Regions from separate parts of the Mus musculus genome. Here regions 2 and 3 are each linked to region 1. Evidence: chromatin contacts called from public ChIA-PET and promoter capture Hi-C data. All regions are on one chromosome and are shown on one strand. Each heading gives the region's core, a stretch centred on a gene start, on an enhancer-like site or on the middle of the called end of the contact. The rest is flanking DNA. Distances are from core to core; before and after follow the strand shown.

Region 1 (4,665 bases), core at 590-3,089:
TCTCCTTAAACACCCTTGGGGCTATTCAGATTGTCACCTGGACACATGTTACCTCATTTTTTTAACAGTGAGAGAGAGACCGCTGCAGAGCTTAGAAAAGGCCACCCACCCTTGCAGATTCTGCAGCTGGGCTGCAGCAACATCCACCTGTTATCTCCCAATGGGATCAACAAGGAACAGTTAGCAAGAGGTGTTAATTAGCTGGGAAGCTACCCACTTGCCTTGGGATCTTCCTGGCCTACAGTGTGTGAAATTCCAACTTGCATGGCTTTGACACTGGGTCTTCAGCTCACTGCACCTGAATTCTGAACCGTAACAGAGTTCCTGGACAAGTCATCAGAGTTTTGGGGCCCTATCTGAGAGCTCTCTCCCCTGCACCCAGGCCAGTGTTCCCATACTTTTGAGGTTAGAAGGCAGGAGCAGTCACAGGAAATGACCCAGAAATCAATGATGTGGGGTTTGAGAGTAATCACACACCCACAACCGGAAGCCAAAGTTATCTCGACAGCAGGTGAAATAAGTCGGGCCTGCAGGCAGCTCTCGGAGGCCTAAAATCAAAGGCCTCAGAATCTCCTCTGAATCTTTGCAGCCTCTGCAGCACCTCTCTTAACTAGGTTGGCCGGTTGGTAGTCTCTGAGGATAATCCCCTGCTGGGGATGACAGGATGAAAGGGGTGGGAAAGCTGTCAGTTCCCAAATTAAGCTTGAGAACGGCCTATTTGGGGAGAGGAGGAGGAGGAGGCTGGAGGATAACAATAAAAAGCAATAAAGGGAGAGGAAGGGGAGGGACTTGCCAGGGTCAAAAAGGCAAGAGGCCCACCAAGACACAGCCTAACGTGCTCTAATTGTCTAGGCGGGAAGAAAGGGGACACCGCGGCGCCACTCTCCTGGGGGAGGGTCTCAACTTGTTTGATCGCGCTGATCTGTACAGAAAGGTTCCGACCCCCGTGGCCTGCCAACGGCGCCAATGACCAGCATGAGCTCTGGGCCCCCGGAACTATTAGGGAGCACCGCCCGCAGCACCTTCCCAGCCCACCCAACCCAGAGGACAGACAGGATGCCAGACGCTTTCGAGGAAAGGCGGGTGGGGAGAAGGAAGCCCTGGGCGCTGACGTGTTGCAAGGACCTCCCAAGCGCACGTCAAACCCCGGGGTGCATACTCCCGCAAGTGGTGACTTTCTCCGGTCCAGAGTTCCCATGCAGGGAGGTAACCCTGGGGCCTGGTAACACAGGGTGCAGGGGAGCAAGGGAGGGTGGCAAAGGGCAGTCTGCTCCCGGACGAACTCACCTTTAAGGAAGTAGACCCGCGGGCCGGCGGGCAGGCAGGCCAGCAGCGAGGTGAGCACGACGCGCGCGGCGCTCTCCTCCCGCAGCTTCTGCCAGTGGCGGCTACCCTGGTCCAGCACGACCACCGCCGCCACACCGCCGCCGCCCTCCTGCAGCAGCCGAGCGCGGGCCGCCTCGTCGGGCAGCACGTAGCGCGCCGACACCGCGCCGCCCCGGGCCCGCCGCAGCACCACCGAGTTGAGGTTGACGTTGAGCGAGCCGCGCACGCTCGACGCGGCGAAGGCCAGGTAGGGCCGGCAGTCGAGCACCACGCAGCGCGCCTCCGCCTCCTTGCGGAGCATCTTGCGCAGCTGGCGCCCGTCGAGCGACGTGACCTTCATGCCGCTGCCACCCAGCGGCCCGACGCTGCGCGCCCCACAGCTGCCAGAGGACGGGCGGGCCACCTCGCGGGGGCTGTGGCCTGCAAACGGAGCCCGGCGCGAGGGGCCGCGCGACGCTCTCCACGCCCCGCTCGCTGGGCTCCCGGCCCCGCCGCTCGCTGCCCCAGAAAGCTGGGGATTCCGCCGGCAGCGCAGCGTTTTATGTGAATGAGTGCGCGTCCTGTGACGTGAGTGCCCATATAAGGCCAAATATGGGTATTTCCCCGCCCCCTGGCTGACCACGCCCATGGGTGGAGCTTGCGGGCACCCGCCTCCACCCAAGGAGCAGGCTGGAGAGAGGGCGTCTTAGAGCGAGAAAGAGGAAGTGGCGGGCGATCGCTCCCTCTCTCGGGGGGCCCGGCGCCGAGAGACTCACTCACGCATCACCCCGGACTACCGGTGGAGTGTCAGGAACGCCACCAGGCCGAGGTGACCCACGCCGTGCGGGAAGAGGAGGTGACCGTGGCCGCGCTACGGAGCCCCTGGGGCCTCCCGGTGAATCCCGGATTCCGGTCGCTCCCGGTTGTGTCTGCGTTTGCAAGGAGATTTAGCCTCTGAGATGAGCCGAGATGCGGCGTGGCTTGGTCATCTTGATACTGGGGGCTTCTTTCTAACACGTTACCCCCACTTTTGTTACCTTTTAATTTTCCGTAATAAAAGTTCCTGAGAGTAAAAAGGAGGAGTTGTGAATGGGTGAGCCGGAGACGTCAAGTGGATTCTACTTCGGATGATTGACAGTCCCCTTTTGGCTCTCTCCAAAGATTGCTCTCTCCAATGTACCACCCGAGCTTCATAGTGAGACCCTGCCTCAAAGAACAAAACAAAACAAAAAGCCCCACCCCCACCCCCGAACAATACACCGACTCGGGAGCTCTGTGGTTCTGGGCAGCTTGTGGGGAGCTGTAAGGCTCAGTCCAGTTAAACTGTTGTCCGGGTGGCTTCTGGATTTGTGGGATTATGGTGGATAAAATGTAATCCCAGGCTGTCTGCCCCCGCTATTCTCTCGGGAGCTTCATGCTGCCTGCCCCCATTCCCGGAAAATTAAGTGTGATTTGTCCCCTCTGCAAGTATTTACTGAGGGCTCTGCTAGCTGTCAGGGCACGTGGGATGCAAATGCGTTCTGCCTACAAATCCTTTGCCAACTATTTCACTGTTATCTTTTCATGGAAAACAAAACAAACCAAACCCTTGCATCCATTTACAGCCCCCATAAGTGGATGAGATTTTTTTTTTTAAGGAGAAAGCAGAAATCACATTCTGCTATCCAATCAATCAGCCCAGCAACAATAATGGCTGGCATTGCTTCTGGGTCATATCTTCATTCAAGCAATCGATTCAATCACTGTATACTCTGTCCTGAGTATTCAGTGGCTGGCCTGTAATTTTAGCATCTTTGAGACTGAGAAAAAAATATCAAAAACCCGAGGCCAATCTAAGCAATATAGACGCCCGCACCCACCCCACCCCCCACACAAAACAAACAAACAAACAAAAAAACACCAAAGCTGTAGCTAGCAGGCTCCACCCACGTCTTTCATCTCAAGCCTCACGAAGAATACCCAGCACCGGCACCAGCCAGTCTTGTGTTAGACGCTTGGTAACACGGCTGGAAGCAGGACTCCAATCCATCAGCCCCAGCCCAGGGAGGAGGCCTGGTCCCATCTCGGGCCTCTGTAAGTGTCTGTGTCTGCACACCCATGGTGTGTGGGCTGTGGTGGAAGTGGAGAAAGTTTCTCAGCCGATGAGAGCTGAGACAAACTTCCAAGAATGAGTAGAAACCACTTGCTGTGAAGGAAACAACCCAGCCTGTTATGCCTGGAGGTGTTTGAAAGACTCCCCCTCAGAAGAGAGAAATTAACACTTCTGCAAACCCATGGTTTTGTCTTCACTTCATTGTGCTTCTGTTTATTTACTTTGTCAGTTTGCATGTGTGTGTGTGTGGGGGGGGGGGGGTCAGAGGTCAGTTTACAAGGGACCCTTTCTTTCCTTCCACCATGAGGGACCTACAGATCAAACTCAGCGTCTGAGGCTTCACCCACCATCCCCACAGCCCATGAAACATTCTGGGTGGCACCTTCTTCCTAGAGAGCTGCAGGCTGCCCTGAAATCATGATGCAGGTTAGGCCAGGTTGGAATGGTACCATAGAGGCACAGCCTAGTAACCCTGAGACCCTCACCTAGGACCAGACTGCCCCAATCTACACAGCAGAGATTGCTCCCCTGAAAGTTCAGCTCACGGTGGCTCACACTAAGGTCCTAGAATTGCACACCAGCCAATCTGGATTGCCCTCCTTCAAGAGGCATGAATTACATACCTGGAAGCTACAACAAAGAAAATATCCTGTCACCTTGTCCCACGAGGCCTGATGTCTCAGGCTACACACTGCCCAACCCATTTGTCTTTTCCCACTGGAGCCAATGAAAATGTGTCCCATTCTTAAAAACTAAAGAGAATTTGAGACATTTGGACCTTATGCACTGGGTCCTAGTGACCTGGTTGAATTACCATTTGAGGTCATCAGGGAAGTGGCTCTGTGGAGGATGGAGGCTTTATCTGAGAGTGGGAGTGGGATCCAGACTGAGGTCAGGGACAGGGACAGCAAGTTTTCATGGATAATCCAGGCCTGAGCCGGTAAAGACTTGCTTGAACTTGGCAGGCAGTGGTTACAGCTGGAAAGAAGTCACGTGAATGGGAGAAGATTTAGAAAGAAAAGGTCCAAGGGGATGTGATGGAGACACAGGGATGTGATGGAGACACAGGGATGTGATGGAGACACAGGGATGTGATGGAGACACATGGATGTGATGGAGACAAAGGGATGTGATGGAGACACAGGGATGTGATGGAGACACAGGGATGTGATGGAGACACAGGGATGTGATGGAGACACAGGGATGTGATGGAGACACAGGGATGTGATGGAGACACAGGGATGTGATGGAGACACAGGGATGTGATG
Region 2 (4,665 bases), core at 915-3,414, 340 kb after region 1:
CTTTTGGGGCTTTCAACGACTGAAAACTGATACTGACCATCCAGAGGCATGAGCTGCCTGTGATGTGTCGGGAATGTGCCTAGGATCCCAGTCAGGAGACAAAATGAAATCCAGACTCTGTTTTCTTGGGGCTTGTCATTATTATTTCATAGTTTTAAAAACTCAAAAATACCCCAATCACAGAGAGAAGAAATACATTTTAAGAATTCTCATTTCTGGGTGTTACCCTTCCAACAGAGAGGAAAATCCGGCAGTGGCATCAGATTTAGTGACAAGAATAGACACACTGATCTACTGGCATAGACAAGGTGTGACATTCTTAGGAACCCACATGGCCCATAGTTAAATAAGGTTAATACTTACTTGCATACACACAGACACACACACAGACAGACAGACAGACACACACACACACACACACACACACACACTCCTAAACGTCCAATGTAAAAGCTCTCAGGAAATGGTACTTATACCACAATCACGCAGTAAAGCAAGTTTTTCTAGTTAGTTCAGACATTATTTGACATGCACATATATCTGTCATTTCAAAGATTAACATATTTACAGATCCAATCTTCTAGGGTAATGGTCAAGGAGTGGGACTTTCTTTCCTTCCGCTCATCAGCTTTGTGAATTTTAGTGAAAGCATCTTGAATGCCAGAGGGCTTAACAACCACAGTGTGGGATCATACAACTCAAAAGGGAGCCTACACTCAGGGTTGGAGAGATGGCTCAGTGTGTAAGAGGACCGGCTGGTCTTTCAGAGGACCTGGGTTCAATTCCCAGCACCCACATGGCAGTCCACAACTGTCCGTAACTCCAAGACCTAACACTCACACAGCCACACATGCAGGCAACCAGTAACACACATAAGACAAAAGTTCAAAAGAAAAGAAGCCTATGCCCTCTCTCTGCCCTTCAACTCTCACTTTATCTTAAAGGTTTGTCATTTAAATCTTGTAACATACCATTGCTATATTATATTTTCATGTATAAAATAAATTAATTTTCAGTAGATAAAATGGCTATGACTAGTTATTATGAAAGTTAAAAGAAAAAGAGGCATAAAAACTAAAATATATTTTAGTTTTATTGTTGTTTTTGCTTTTTTTTGTTTTGTTTGTTTTAATGAAATGAGAACCCTGCTCTCTGACTGAATCTTAATCAAGGGCACTCACCTTTCTGTTGTTTACCACTCCAGGTCAGCTCGTAAGAGTTCAGGTATGCCCAACCCGGTACCCTCTCAAACATAATATACATGGGGCATTCATTCTGCCCCTGCAACCTGACCAGGGTCTGGTACCAGAACTCAAGCCAGCGTAATAAAGACATTGCCTCAACTCAAGTCCTGAAGCCTGGAGCTTTGTTTGTTAAATGAATGCACTTTAAATATGTGGTAGACTGAAAATAGAATACACTATCAAAAATAGGCCTTTTTCCTTCCCAGTAAATGTCATCTAATTGAAAACATACAGGGAGAAAGAGAATTATCTTTGCTCATGTGACATTACCTCTAGAAGTATGGTATAACCATTAGCGAAAACCTTTGTCTGGCAAGATCCAGCTCTGTGGGACGCTCAGCCTAGCTTACAATACCCAGGGGAAGGAACTCCCCCACCTACAAGATGGCTAAGGAGAGCTGGATCTGCGTAAGCTGCTTATCAGACTAAACTGTGACAGGCTATGGGCTGGCCTAACAGTAACAAGACTCTTCATGAAGGCCTTTGATAGGAAATCTAGAAATGTGTTTCCAGTAATTAGCTTACTATAATTTTTAATTTTATATCTATTACTTTGTTTTTATGTGTATGTGTTTGTATGTGTGTATGTACACATGTGTGCAGGTGCCTGTGGAGGACAGGTTTCTAAATCTCCTGAGCTGGAGTTACGAATGGTTGCCGTCAGCAGACTGGAACAGCCCAATCTGGTTGCTGGGAACCAAACTGAGGTCTTCTGGAAGAGCAGGACATGCTCTTAACTGTTGAGCCATATTCTAATTATATCTTTGCTATTTCATTGTAAAAACTAACTAAGGTGGAACACTCAGCGAGAAGGCCAGGTGCCAGCAGAAGATGAGACGTCAGAAGACAGCAGGGTGTAGTGACAGGCCTGGCACAGAAATGAGAACACAGGATGCCATCAGAGGAGTGCCACCAAAACAAGGGAGACTGTTGTGTGCCTCACATACAACCCTACAGCAGAGACTGGAACCAGAGAGGTTAAGCAAGCAGGGCTGTGCCACCAGTGGAATTGGATAAAAAAATCAGGCTGTGGGTAGGTGAGAGGTTTCTGCGGTGGAGGGCTTGGTATCCAGCCTCATGACTTGGGTTTGATTCCTAGGGCCCCAGGGCAGAAGGAGAGAACCAACTTCTACAAGTTACTCTCTGATCTTTGAAACCACCCCATAAAACCTGTAGTAGTAGTAGTAGTAATAGTAATAATAATAATAATAATATGGTAATAATAAATCATAGGCCATTTTTACAATAGGCCTATTTTATATTTAGACTCTTGATTAAAGAAAGCTCAGTTTGGGGGACAAACTGTACAAGAGACTTAGCTAAGGGAGTAAAATTCAAAAGGTACCCCAAGCCAACGTCTGATAGCGGTGAGCTCCAGGCAGGGGTCAGCTTCACAGAGCCGTCTTCGGTCAGTGGCTCCAGTCAGAGATGCTTCTGAACGGTGGGGGTGGGGGTGGGCGTGGGGGTGGGGGTGGGGGTGGGCGTGGGGGTGGGGGTGGGCTCAGGAGAAGCTTTGACTTTTCTCAGGGTTTCTGCTTCTCAAGAGGGGCCATACCACAAGGCAACCCTTGGTAACTTAGAAGACAAGTTACCCCTCTGAGCTTGTGAGTTAAAACTCCTGTCTGATAAAACCTCTGCTACATCCTCTAATTTCCCATCTGGGGAAGACAAAGGTTTTACTTACTCATCCTGTGAAGATGGGTTGCAAAGGACAGCAGCCACTCTACAGTGAGAAGCCTCAAGCTTCACCGCCCTCTGCTCACGTCCAGCATGGCACTCCTTACGTCTATTCACGCCTCTCCACTCACTGGCATATCTGATGCTGAGCAACTTGAAGGCAGGGCCACTTAGCACAAATACTCTGGATGCTACTGATGCCCTTTGCTTCTGTAATGCTCTGGTAGACTACTAATTGTTAAAAGAGAGAATCCAGGATTCAAAAGTAGGCAGGACATAATGACATGAACACCTTTAGTCAAGCACTTAGGAGGAAGAGGTAGGTTGATTCTGTGAGTTAGACAGCCTGGTCTATGTAGCACGTTTCAGGTCAGCCAGAGCTACACAATAAAATCCTGTCTCAAGACAAAACAAACACAAACCACTCAGAGGCTTTAAAATGTAGCAATTCTAAAAGAGGAAGTTAAGGATGAATGAAAGATGATCAATGTTTAAAATAGGCCATTTTTTCTGGACCATAACAAAACAAGCCTACCAAGGTAGACAGCAATATTTTGCAAATTATTAATTGTAGAGATTAGCTGTCATCCCCATTTTCAGACAAAAGTTAGACTAGTAAGATTGTACTATATCGCCAAGGTTGCCAAACCTGAGGTGCAACAACAAAGCAGGTTTTGGCTCTTTGAAAGCAATGACGACAAAGACTACAGAGGAAAAGAAGACAGGCCCGGCTGGAGAGAGAGCTCAGTAAGTAAGCTGCTAAGCTCTCCTCCAGCAGCAGCCTCAAGTTCAGGTCCATACCCATGCTACACGTACCTGGAAGTCCAGCTCCAAAGAGCCCAAGGCCCTCTTCTGGCCTCTGTATGCGCGCAAGCACACATTTTTTTTTTTAAGACAAAAAATAAAAGAGAAGAGCAAATAAATTATATACTGTTAAAAAATACCCCAAGATCATAGGTCTAGCGGCTTATTAACTTGTGAGGCTGAGTTGAAGTGTTTTTAAGTTCCAGTATTAAGAGACTTGCATGGCACGTACAAAGTCCTACATTAATTCCTACTGCACAAAATAAGTAAATTTATGAATAAAGTAAACAATAAGAATACAGAGTCTGGGATGTAGCTTAGTGAGAGAGTACTGGTCCAGGCTTTCTCAGGTTCAGAGTGGGATTCACTATCATTTTTGAGCTGGAGGGTCTCACCCTGTAGTCCTGGCTGATGTCCAAGTCTCTATGGGACCCAGACTGCAATGACTTCTTTATCCTTCTGCTTAAGTCTCCCAGGTGATGAGATAACAGACAAAACAGAACCACAAAAACAATTGCACCCGGCCGGCCGTGAACAGAGACCTGCCCCGCGCCTTTCTGTGGGACTCTAGTCAACCTTCTGTGAGGCACACTGCTAAAGTTCCAATACTGACAAGTCACCAAGCAGCGCCCTCCTTCCGATGCTGTCCTCAGGTGCTGATCTGTGCTCTTCTCCAGAGGACAGAGAGAGCTTAGACACTTTCTCACACCTCCACCCCCATTCTGCAGCCCATGCATAATTCTGTCTTCAGCTAAAAATATCCTGAGGTGTTTTCTCATTCTATAGCTGGTAGGTTTGTCAGCTACTGGGCAAACTGGCAGCATGAGAGGAAAAGAAATCAAAACAAAAATGTTTTATAAACATAGCTCTGATGTGAGTTTTGCCCCTGGGTATTACTAAAGTATCAACTTGCTCTATGGTAAATCTACATTTACTTACC
Region 3 (4,665 bases), core at 1,144-3,643, 270 kb after region 1:
ACAAGCTTCCTATTTGGGCTCCAGGTCCAACAATAGGAGTCTAGGCCTTTCAGTTTTTAAATTAGGGGAAGTTCTCTGTACAAATGCGTGTGTCTTTGATGAGGACCAGTGGAGAATGCTGGTGGTTCTCCAGGTGTGAGCCTTGGCAAAATGGAGAGTATCTGACAGAAACATTTGTTTCCAGGATAGGCCTTCCACTCCTGAGAGGAAGTGGAAGTAGGAAGTCGGCCTTGCTTCCTGGCCCCGGACACTAAGCTGGTCCTATCCTGGATTAGCTCCGTCTCTCACCCGAGAAGACAAGGCAGCTACCATTAGAAGAAACACTGCAGTGACCATGGGCACGTGCAGAGTGGGGAGAAATCTATATTTGGAAACACGAGTTGAGTGGGTGGTTCCCTGGCCTTATCAGGTGCCCACAGTACAGCAAGGCACCAGGGCTCATGGCTGTCCTATCTCTACTCTGCTGGACTTGGCTCTGTCCCCATAAGAGGGAGGAGGGCCTTGCCCTCTTATACCTTTGGGCTCAGCATCAGTCTGCTCTGCTGACCCTATAGGCTTCCATGCTCCCAGTAGCCATAATGAGGAGCTGGGGGCTTTTCTAAGCCAGGGGTTAACGGAGGCAACTATGGGTAACACAAGACACAGAGGTACGGCTGGGGGTGACTCCACACCCGTGTGATCTGTGTGTTAGAAGCACTCATTCACCTTCATATGCTCATTTCTCTCTGGTGGCAGAATGGCCTTGGCTTAGGGAGTCAAAGCAGTGCGTTCTTGGAGACGCTCTGTTTTCCACTGAGGATGAGGAGGGGGTCTTGGGCTGATGTGGATAATGTGCTGCTCGGTCACTGGCTATGACCTTGAGCAAGCGCTTCCTCTTCTCCAGAGCTCCACTTTCCTCATTCTATGAATCCAGCCCCACCATGGATACCAGATACACAGCCAACACCCACGACTCAGAAGAGATCCCGCCTAGTGCCTTCCCTCCACTGTGCTGTCACCTCACGGCTGTCACTAATTGGCGGTCTGAATGAGAATGGCCCCAGGGGCTCATACTTGTAAATCCTTAGTCAGGACACACTGGCTCTATTTGAAAGGATTAAAAGGATTAGGAGGTGTGGTCTTGGAGGAAGTGTGTCACTGGAGGCGGGCTTGAATTTCATGTCTTTCTTTCTGCCTAAAAGATCAGGACAGAGCTTTCAGCTACTGCTCCAGCACGGCTTGCATGCTGCCAGGCTCTCCACCAGGACAGTGGACTAGAACTGTGAGACTGTGGGCGAGACCCAGTTAAATCCTTTCTTTCATAGAAATTGCCTTGGTCATGGTGCCATTTCCCAGCAATCGAACGCCAACTAAGACAGACCCTAATCCTTTGACACTCTTCTCTCCCAAGGTAAAAATTAACATGTCTAGGGGGACTAGGTGGCTTGCTTATCTTTCCTCTCCTTTTCCTGTCCCCCCCCCCACCTTGAGGTGGGACCCTCGCTATCTTGACTAGATTGGTTTCCAGCTTCTAGGCTCAACTTATCCTCCCACCCGAGTCTTTTCGGTAGCAGGGTCTACAGGTGTGCATTGCTACAGCCAGCTCAAGGTCTTGTCATGGAAGCCCAGGATAGCCTCCTGAATGCTGGATTACAGGTGTGTACTACTTAGCTAGTGGCTCATTTTTGAAGGCTAAAACCCGGCTGAAGTGAAGGCACATGGCAGCTGCCCAGGTGCTACGGTTTCCATTTTGTTCTTGAGTTACTCTGTGCACAACCTTGTCACAAGGACACTAGAGAAGACCAGGAAAAGTCCACACAGGGGACACCTCATGTCCACCATCAGCTACTACCCACAATGCTCACGCCTAGCCAGATCCTCTGATGGCTCTGTACCCACAATGCTCAAGTCCGGCCAGATTCTCAGATGGCTCTGGCTGACATCCTAGCTGCAACTTCTTCCGAGACTCCAAGCAACGTTCTTGACTTTCAACCTCGTAGACATTGATATAGTAGCAAATGTTCATTGTCTTACTCTATGTGTGCACAAGTGTGTCTGTGGGGACTGCACATGCATGTGAGTGAATCGCTGAGGGTGGAAGAGCCTGGAGTTACAGGCTGATGTGATCTGCTTGTAGGTGCTGGGAACCAAAAAGATCTCAAAGAGTGACAGGTACTCTTAACTACAGAGCCATCTCTCCAGCCCCCTTCAGTGCGTCGTTTTAAGCATCTGCATCTTGGAGTGATTTATTACCTAGCATTAGGTACCCACTGCCTTCCAAAAAGGTTTTGAACCCACATGTAGTTAAAAGTGTAACAGGATGGAACGCTGGGGTAAGATCTGAAAGATGACTGATGTCATAAATGGTGGGTCAGCCCAGGTGTTCTAGGGTATCCCTATAACCCCAAGGGGTGGAGACAGGAACAGCATAAATATACAACTGGATGGTAGATGTGGGTCTGCTGTGCCAGAAGATGAAGATGAAACAGCTGTAAGCTACTGGAAGCTGGGACAGCCACGTGACCCACGGCCTCTGGGTGAGCAGCACCGCACCACACAGTAGGAAGGCTGATACCTTGAAACTCTCTACCTACTCAGGTCACATGAAACATCTCTGAGAGGGCAAACACAGCCATGCCAATGGCTCACTTCCATAGTGAACATTTTCTGACAGTTTTCAGAGACTGTAGGCATTACAAAGGCGGTACTGTGTCATGAAGACATCACTTTTAACATAGGTAGCAGATAGAAAACAGTAAGAATAAACAAGGGTTAGTTGTGATGGGTGCCTCCCCACCCCCAGGCTTATTCTGCTTCTTACTGAACACCCCAGGTGATGTCCGCCCTGTCTCTGGAAAGTTCACGCACATGCAAACACATGATATAAACCGTCGCCGTTCACTACTAGATGGTGGTTTCTCTCTACTGTGAAGTTTACCAGTTGGCAATGATGTGACGTATGCAGTATCTTTTAGTTAGCTCAAGTTTTGAATTTCCCCCATCACATGGTCTTCCCCCATCACACATTCTTTTTGAGACAGTGTTGCTCGGCAGCCCTGTCTGGTACCCTGCAGGCCACCCTGGCTCCTAACTTGTCGTCATCCTTTGGTTTCAGGCTCATGACTGAGGTTACAGGTGTGAGTCCCCAGGCTGCTTCATCTTTCCCAGTTTCATTTTTTTGTTGTTGGTGTTGTTCAATGTTCAGAAACAGAGTCAAGGATTAAGTCACACATTCTACCACCAAGAAAGCACCTGTGTGTGTGTGTGTGTGTGTGTGTGTGTGTGTGTGTGTGTGTGTTTGTGTGTGTAGTCAGGATCTCCCTATAGCTCTAGCTGTCCTTGAACTCACTATGTAGACCAGGCTGGCCTCAAGCTCACAGATAGCTACCTGAGAGTACTGAGTTGAAAGGCATGGCAGCACATTGTTAATGACATACTGTTTGGGTGGCTTTTTTCTTGTTGTTGTTTTTTTTTTCCCTTATACATATAAATGTGTGTAATATGTTAAATTTCAAGACAAATCTGGCACCAGATGGTAGGAAAAACTTTTTAATTTTTCCCCCTTATACAACCATTAGACTGTGATATATATACAGGTGTTGTGTTTAAAAAGCATAGATGGGGGGTGGGCATAGTGTACACACCTTTAATCCCAGCACTTTGGAGGCAGAGGCAGGCAGAGCTGAGTTTGAGGACAGAATGGTCTATATAGTGAGTCCCAAGACAGCTAAGGCTGTACAGAGACTGTGTCAAAAACAGAAAAGCAAAGAAACCAAAACCCAACCCTTCCCCCAACAAAACCCAATAAAAGAAAACAAATTTAAAACAAAGGCAGTGGTATACCTAGCTGTCTGGTAACACAGGCCTGTGATCACACCACCTTGGAAATGGAGGAAGATCTGGAGGTTAAGGTTGTTCTCAGCTGTGGATCTTAGGCTACTCTGGGTTCTACAACACTCAAACCCAAAACCAAAACAGGAGGAGGAGGAGGAGGGGAAGGGGGACCAGCAAGCAGATAGCAGGAGGACGGAGGGAGAGGCAGCCAGCCGCATCAGCAGTCAGCCCGGGACTGATGGGGACCTGCCTTTCTGTTCCTTTTCCAGACTGCCATCAGTCTGCATTAGCTGGTCACCAGAGCATCTCCAGGATGGAAACCAAACAGAGGCATATGAGCCTGTTCATAAGACTTCTTTTAAAGAAATGTTATTTTAATTATAATTGTGAAAATGTCTTTGGCTTATCTACATGCTATTAACATATGAGCAAGGTGAACCGTGCTTATAGGATGTGAGTGATGAAAAGACAGCCTATTCTTGGCCAAGCCTAGCTGAGTCTTTGTCTGGAGCTGAAGTCACAGGTGCTGACTGAGGACAGGTAACTATGGCCCATAAGTACTGCTCAAGTTTAGCAAAGTCTTACTTTAAATTCTTATTTTTTGGGTGGCTACTTTATTATAACAACTTTAATAAAAAGAACTTGCAAATAAAAACCATCACACGGTGAAGGTAATCAGACCCAAAGTCTATACACACCAGTGAACTGCTATCTTGTTAGAGTTTACTTACATCTTTGCTTTTGAGCCAGGACTTCACCTGCCTAGGCTGGACTTGAACTTGACATCCTCTTGATTCAGTATCAGAGGGCGACCCATTGGTAGAACTGGACATGCTCAGCAGGGAATGTTAC

The links. Promoter capture Hi-C pulls out the DNA fragments that hold promoters and counts their contacts. ChIA-PET counts read pairs in DNA pulled down with a chosen protein or histone mark.
Region 2: an RNA polymerase II ChIA-PET map of memory CD8 T cells shows a contact between it and region 1, with 220 read pairs. The contact joins the enhancer-like site here to the promoter of Dusp5 in region 1. A contact is called at or near these places in 6 of 484 Hi-C or Micro-C datasets (CD4 T cells, CD8 T cells, memory CD8 T cells and 2 more), 5 of 115 datasets of contacts at active chromatin or transcription factors (effector CD8 T cells, memory CD8 T cells, pancreatic cancer cells and 1 more) and 2 of 9 other capture datasets (adipose tissue and liver).
Region 3: a contact with region 1 is called in a promoter capture Hi-C map of embryonic stem cells. The contact joins the promoter of 1700001K23Rik here to the promoter of Dusp5 in region 1. A contact is called at or near these places in 4 of 39 promoter capture datasets (cranial neural crest, embryonic stem cells, frontonasal cranial neural crest and 1 more), 1 of 484 Hi-C or Micro-C datasets (cerebral cortex) and 3 of 115 datasets of contacts at active chromatin or transcription factors (effector CD8 T cells, embryonic stem cells and memory CD8 T cells).

The regions. Positions count from the first base shown.
Region 1 is chr19:53,526,319-53,530,983 of GRCm38.p6, reverse strand. Dusp5 (dual specificity phosphatase 5) reads right to left here and starts at 1,839. Exons shown (of 4, transcript NM_001085390.2): 1 at 1,288-1,839. The coding sequence starts at 1,666.
Region 2 is chr19:53,187,375-53,192,039 of GRCm38.p6, reverse strand. All of the region lies in intron 1 of Add3 (adducin 3 (gamma)), which reads right to left. Among named protein-coding and RNA genes, the nearest start is that of Gm52402, 19 kb to the left of the region's middle. Within about 2 kb of position 2,164, at least 34 of the 459 cell types and tissues checked have an H3K27ac peak or open chromatin away from gene starts, as enhancers often do. A contact at or near this core is called in CD8 T cells, memory CD8 T cells and regulatory T cells, where this site is marked.
Region 3 is chr19:53,252,933-53,257,597 of GRCm38.p6, reverse strand. It overlaps 1700001K23Rik (RIKEN cDNA 1700001K23 gene), which reads left to right and starts at 2,393. Exons shown (of 3, transcript NR_036590.1): 1 at 2,393-2,516.